2 separate regions of the Ovis aries genome follow, and region 2 is linked to region 1. A link is a contact called in public Hi-C data. All regions are on one chromosome and are shown on one strand. Each heading gives the region's core, a stretch centred on a gene start, on an enhancer-like site or on the middle of the called end of the contact. The rest is flanking DNA. Distances are from core to core; before and after follow the strand shown.

Region 1 (2,700 bases), core at 126-2,625:
GTGGAAAAGGAGAAGAGGAGTGTGGTGATTAGTTGCATCTGAATACAAGGACAGACAGACAGGGAAAAGCAAGTCATATTTTTGGAGGAAAAGTCCAGGCCACACTCAGAGGTGACAGTGAGCATTTTCCAATCACTTCACAGTCATGGTTAATGCCGCTCTGTGCCAGGCTCTGTGACAGAAGCCAAGGGTACAGAGATGCGTTTGATTTGGGCTAGAGGGGATCCAGTCATGAGTTAACAGGCAATGCTAATACAGCACTGTGGAGGATTAAGTCCTTTACAGCACTGTGGAGGCCCAGCAAGGAAAGAAACTCCACCCAGTATATTTGGAAGCTGTACTAGAAAGCTTAGAGCCAGGTGCCAGGATGTAGGATGCAGAGCTTGCGCTGTCTTGGGTCACCTGGATAAACCACCTCCATAATATGTCACAAAAAGACAAGGTTCAAAGGAGCACTGCAGAGTCCAACAAATATCCACATGCCAAACAAATGAAGCAAAGGCATAAATTCTGAAAGAAGTAGTGGGTCAAAAACCCAGCAGCTATAAGAATTAGGGGTACGGTGGCAGGTAGGCAGCTGGAGAGCCCAGATCAACCAGCAGAAGCCAGAACAGAGCAGGTAGAGATGGACAAAAGGGACCTAGACATGCCAGGGTCTTCATGCCATGCCATCTTCCCTACCTCACAGCTTTGTCCCTCATCTTATTTCCTAACAGCTGACATGCTACCAGCCTTAAGAATCAGGAAGTTGCTGACTTTGGTGCCCCCTAGTGCTGGGGAAGACCGGTCCAGAGTTAAGCATTTAATGCTAATACTTCTATACTCTGCCACCATCCAGCTGACCTTCCCAGGATGAGCTAACAGTCTTCCTCTAAAAGGAAGTGTCCAGCTCCTTTTCTCACTCGCATTTCTTCCTGGAAACATTCCATCCAGAGCTTAAGGCTGCCAGTGACCTGACACTGTTGATGATTTCACAGTCTCCCTCTGGGAAATGAAGTGACTTAGCAGTCATTAAGACCAAGATAACAGTGCAAGTTGTCAGTGGTTCCTTGCAGAGCAGAGAAATGTCAAGGCTGTTGGGTGTCTAAATGGAGTCACAGGTCCTAGGGTTAATGTAACAGGGGGAAAAAAAAAAATGACAGTGTACAGAGTTGAAGGCTAGTCCAACAATTATCAAGTCCCCAGGGAGTCTCCATAAAGACTTGTTGACTCTGTTCTAACAATAGGAAGGGTGGTATGCTACACCATAGTTCTTCCTTCCTGATTTCCAGCATACTGACCTACACTCCTATACTGGACATTACCAGTGGACAATCACTGCTGTGCTTTTAATATATTAGATATCCATAAGCCATCCATGTTTGGCCAAAACCCCTCCTCAGAGGAACTATTCACCCCACCCCATCCATATGGCAAATTCCTACATGGCCTTGTCTTCCCCAGCACATTTGGTTAGTTAGGGATGAAGCTCTTGATCCTGGGAGAGCTAACCAGAGCCCTTCTTTACGATTCTCTCAACTGGAATAAGAGAATCAGTCTATGCTTATCCACACTGCATGCCCCTCTACTTGCTCTAGTGTTTCTCAGCCACTGCAACTGAGGTCTACTTGGTCTGTTTCTCTGGATTCCAACTCACTGCATCATTCTTGGCTATTTCTTCACTATCAATATGTCTTCAAAGTATTCAGAGCCTCCAGCCAGCAAGATAAGTTAGCCACTGCCATCCAGCATCAAGGGCTGAGCCTAGAAAAGCATAATAAATCTGCGAATGTTGTATAGTACAGTACAGACTAGAACTGCCACCAGAAGTCAGAAAAGGGAAAAATCAGTGTGGGGTCTTATCAAACAAATGGCTAGAATTTAGAGAGATAGAAAGGGCATTCTAATCTAGAAAAAATAATGACAATGAAGCAGAAAAGAGCTTAGGTCCAGAGGTCTGCAGACAAGAAATGAACTTGACTGGAGTGAGTCCTGTAAGAATGGGACCGTAGAGCTCTGTGGAAAGCTGCAGAGTTGGGGTTCCGTTCTACAGTATGGGGTTAAAGTTTTCCAGAACACAGCTGACTTCAAGAGATACTGAGTAAAATTCAGACGGCAAGAGGGCAAAACTGACTACTATGCTCAGAAACGATTGGTAACCCAAGATAAAAATAAGTACAACACATCCAATTACAGAATGATCATTCATGTAACAGAGATATCATTTGTCAGACTGCTTATGCCTGTATAGAAGGACATATAACAGTTTGTGCAGTTTATGCTCACGAACTCCCAAAGTATGGTGCGAAGGTTGGCCTGACAAATTATGCTGTGGCACACTGTACTGGCCTGCTGCTGGCCTGCAGGCTTCTGAATAGGTTTGGTATGGACAAAATTTACGAAGGCCAAGTCGAGGTGACTGGAGAGGAATACAATGTGGAAAGCGTTGATAGTCAACCTGGTACCTTCACCTGTTACTTCGATGCAGGACTTGCCAGGACCACTACTGAGAATAGTTTCTGGGGCCCTGAAGGGAGCTGGCAATGAAGGTTTGTCTATCCCTCACAGTATCAAATGGTTCCCTAGTTATGATTCAGAAAACAAAGAATTCAGTGCTGAGGTACACCGAAAGCACATCATGGGGCAGAATGCTGCAGATTACATGTGTTATCTGATTGAAGAGGATGAGGATGCCTACAAGAAACAATTCTCTCCATTCAT
Region 2 (2,700 bases), core at 16-2,515, 260 kb before region 1:
ATTTGCCTGGCTGAGTTCCTGAGTCAGAGAGAATTATGAATTCTTTCTGCTGACACTGTTATAAGGTGAAGAAAAGGTTGAAGCTGACTGGTTTGCCTAATCAGAACTTTAGAAAAGAATAAAGAAATCTAGCATTTTACAGAGAATCAATGGGAATAATCACCTCTACAACATCACTGCAGGGATGGGCATAGATAGAAGATGACTAGTAAGAAAAACCAGTCATTGGACACTAGATAGAAAACACTTAATGGAAAAGACAGTCACTTACTTGGCCATTTAACTCTTTCTACGTGAGCTGACATGACCTCGATTTTCCTATCTGTAATGTGTGGGTTATAGAAGATCTTAGGGATTGTCTTATTGTTGGTACTAAAAAGTACACTTGGGATTAAGCTAAATCGGCATTGGACTTGGCATTAGAATATCTGAATTCAGGTCCCAGCTCAGCTGTTTCCTAACTGTGCAATTGTGAACCTCACTTTTCTCCGTTTCTGAATCTCTCTGGGTCTCAGTTTCCTTAGATGTAAGATGCGCTAGTAACATTCATAGGTTGTTGTGAAAACAAAGATCAAGAAAGTGAAAGTAGTCTTTTGGAGGGAAAGAGCCTCAGGAGTTTACAAGGGTAACTGAGAGGCTATAAACACTGTCACAGAATATGGTCATCAGGGAACTGGACCGGTCACTAAATTAAACATGGGTCCCTGCTGCCCGAAGAGAAGATTGAAAGTCACCATCCAGCAAAAGGCCCCAAGAGTTCTCCTGTTGCCATAACTCCAATGTGGACCAAAATACTTGATCAGCTGAAATCAGCCTCCTTGGTTTTGCCTGGAGAAGCCAGCAGCGGTCTGTCCTTTTCCAGAGAGCTTTGCTTTGTATGCAGGGAGGTAGGGCAAAGAAAAGGAGGGGAAAAAAAAAAAAGAAAGAAAGAAACCAATTCAGGAGCTTGGAGTCCAAAGAACAAAACAAGTGAAATGTGTGTTTGTGGGCTGAGGACAAACAGAACAGAATCCTCAGTTCCTTGCCAGTCCTCAGGGCCGGGCCTCTCTGAGCAGGCTAAGGAAACACTTTCATGGCAGGGGAGAAGGGTGTGGCGGGGAGGATCACTGCACCAGGGGGATACATGGGGTGGATGTGGGGGGATGCTCTCAGGGCCACTTAGCGTTCCTTCTGCTTCTTCCCAGCCTGCCTGAGCACAGCGGAGAAGCAGCGAGGAGGCAGGGCAGCAGCCCAGGAAGGCGGAGGAGGGCAGTCCTCAGCAGAGCCTGCAGTGGGGTTACTCCCGGTCAGTGCCCTCCTGTCCCCGGCTCCAGTTACAAGATCGCTGTAGTCTCTTTTGTTTAACATGAAAAGGAACCACAGCGATCAGCTGCTTGAGAAGTGGGTGGAAGAGGCAAATAAAAAAAAAAAAAAAGAGAGAGAGAGAAGAGAGAAGTAGAGAAAGATCATGTCAGCTTCCAACACCCAGATATTCTTCTTAAAAGGACCCAAGAAGGGTCTCCCAGCCCTGACCCTATTCCAGGGGCAACGGCCTAGAGAAACTGTGGCCAGATTCTCACTCCTGGCTTTACTCGGCTTAAGCAGGACCTTGTATAAACATGACTGGGAAACATCTCTCCGCCAGAAAAGAGCTAGGAACAAACATACTCAGGTGTCTTCTAGGGTAGTTTTTGTTGTTTCAGGGTTTTTCTGATGCTAGGGCTCCACTTTCTTCTTCAAGGATAGCTCCTGCCTACTTCACTGAGATAGCTGGACCCTCCTCAGGAAAACCAGGGCTTCCCTGGGAAGTTCAGGATTCTGGAGAAGGGGGTAAGACAGGGTGACCTGGCTGCTCCCTGGGGTGACTCCTTAGAGCAGATTAGAGGAGGCTGGGAGCCGGGGTGCACACAGCTTCGGGAACTCCTGCTGTTCATCTGGGCCAGGGTTCCCAATCCAGAAGTTTCCTTCTCTACAGTGAGGGCTTGCCAAGGATACTGATACACTCTTGAAAGATTCCAAGTTCTAGAGTCTGGCTAACTTGGTTCCTATCTCAGTTTCAGAATTTTCCAGTTACAGGCCCTTGGAGGCTTAAATTCTCCAACCCTACATTCTTCTGTAAATGGAGATAGCTATACTAGGGGGTGGATTAGGTAAACAGTAATGACAGTATAGAATGCCCTGAATACTGACTCACACATACTGGAAGAGAATATTTGTTGTTGTTCAGTTGCTCAGTCATATCCAACTCTCTGTGACCCCATGGACTGCAACAAGCCAGGCTTCCCTGTCCTTCACTATCTACTGGAATTTGCCCAAACAGAAAATACAAGTGGAGAAATTAAACAAGTTCAAAACAAAACAAATGTTGATAAGGTCTTAGCTGACACAAGTGAAGAGTTCCTTAGAGAAACTACAATATTTAGGGTTGTGCTTCCTGATCTTTTATGGCAAGTCCTGGGGAAGCCAGAGTCTTCTGAGACCCACGGGACCATCACAGCTCCAGGAACTACATAGTCCTTATTCTACATAGAACGGAATTTGATTAATTTGATTAATTAATTAATCAACAAATTTCTAAACAGCTACTGAAGTCAAAACACTAGAGCTGTAGTTCCAAGTAGTAATATTTCTCAGGGCTCCTTGAAGGCAGGAATCTGTAATAAAAAGAGATGCTGTACAAAGACAGGATCCTTGCCCTTGCCTTCTGAGAGGACAGGGACA

Evidence for each region. Hi-C and Micro-C count contacts between places; a contact is called where the count stands out from the background.
Region 2: a contact with region 1 is called in a Hi-C map of omental adipose tissue, with 2.0 times the contacts expected there. The contact joins two enhancer-like sites. A contact is called at or near these places in 4 of 16 Hi-C or Micro-C datasets (hypothalamus, muscle, omental adipose tissue and 1 more).

Annotation. Positions count from the first base shown.
Region 1 is chr2:17,896,271-17,898,970 of ARS-UI_Ramb_v3.0, reverse strand. It overlaps the pseudogene LOC105606854. Among named protein-coding and RNA genes, the nearest start is that of SLC44A1, 98 kb to the right of the region's middle. Within about 2 kb of position 1,375, at least 5 of the 54 cell types and tissues checked have an H3K27ac peak or open chromatin away from gene starts, as enhancers often do.
Region 2 is chr2:18,154,911-18,157,610 of ARS-UI_Ramb_v3.0, reverse strand. The region is part of intron 7 of ABCA1 (ATP binding cassette subfamily A member 1); the gene reads right to left. Among named protein-coding and RNA genes, the nearest start is that of ABCA1, 54 kb to the right of the region's middle. Within about 2 kb of position 1,265, at least 41 of the 54 cell types and tissues checked have an H3K27ac peak or open chromatin away from gene starts, as enhancers often do.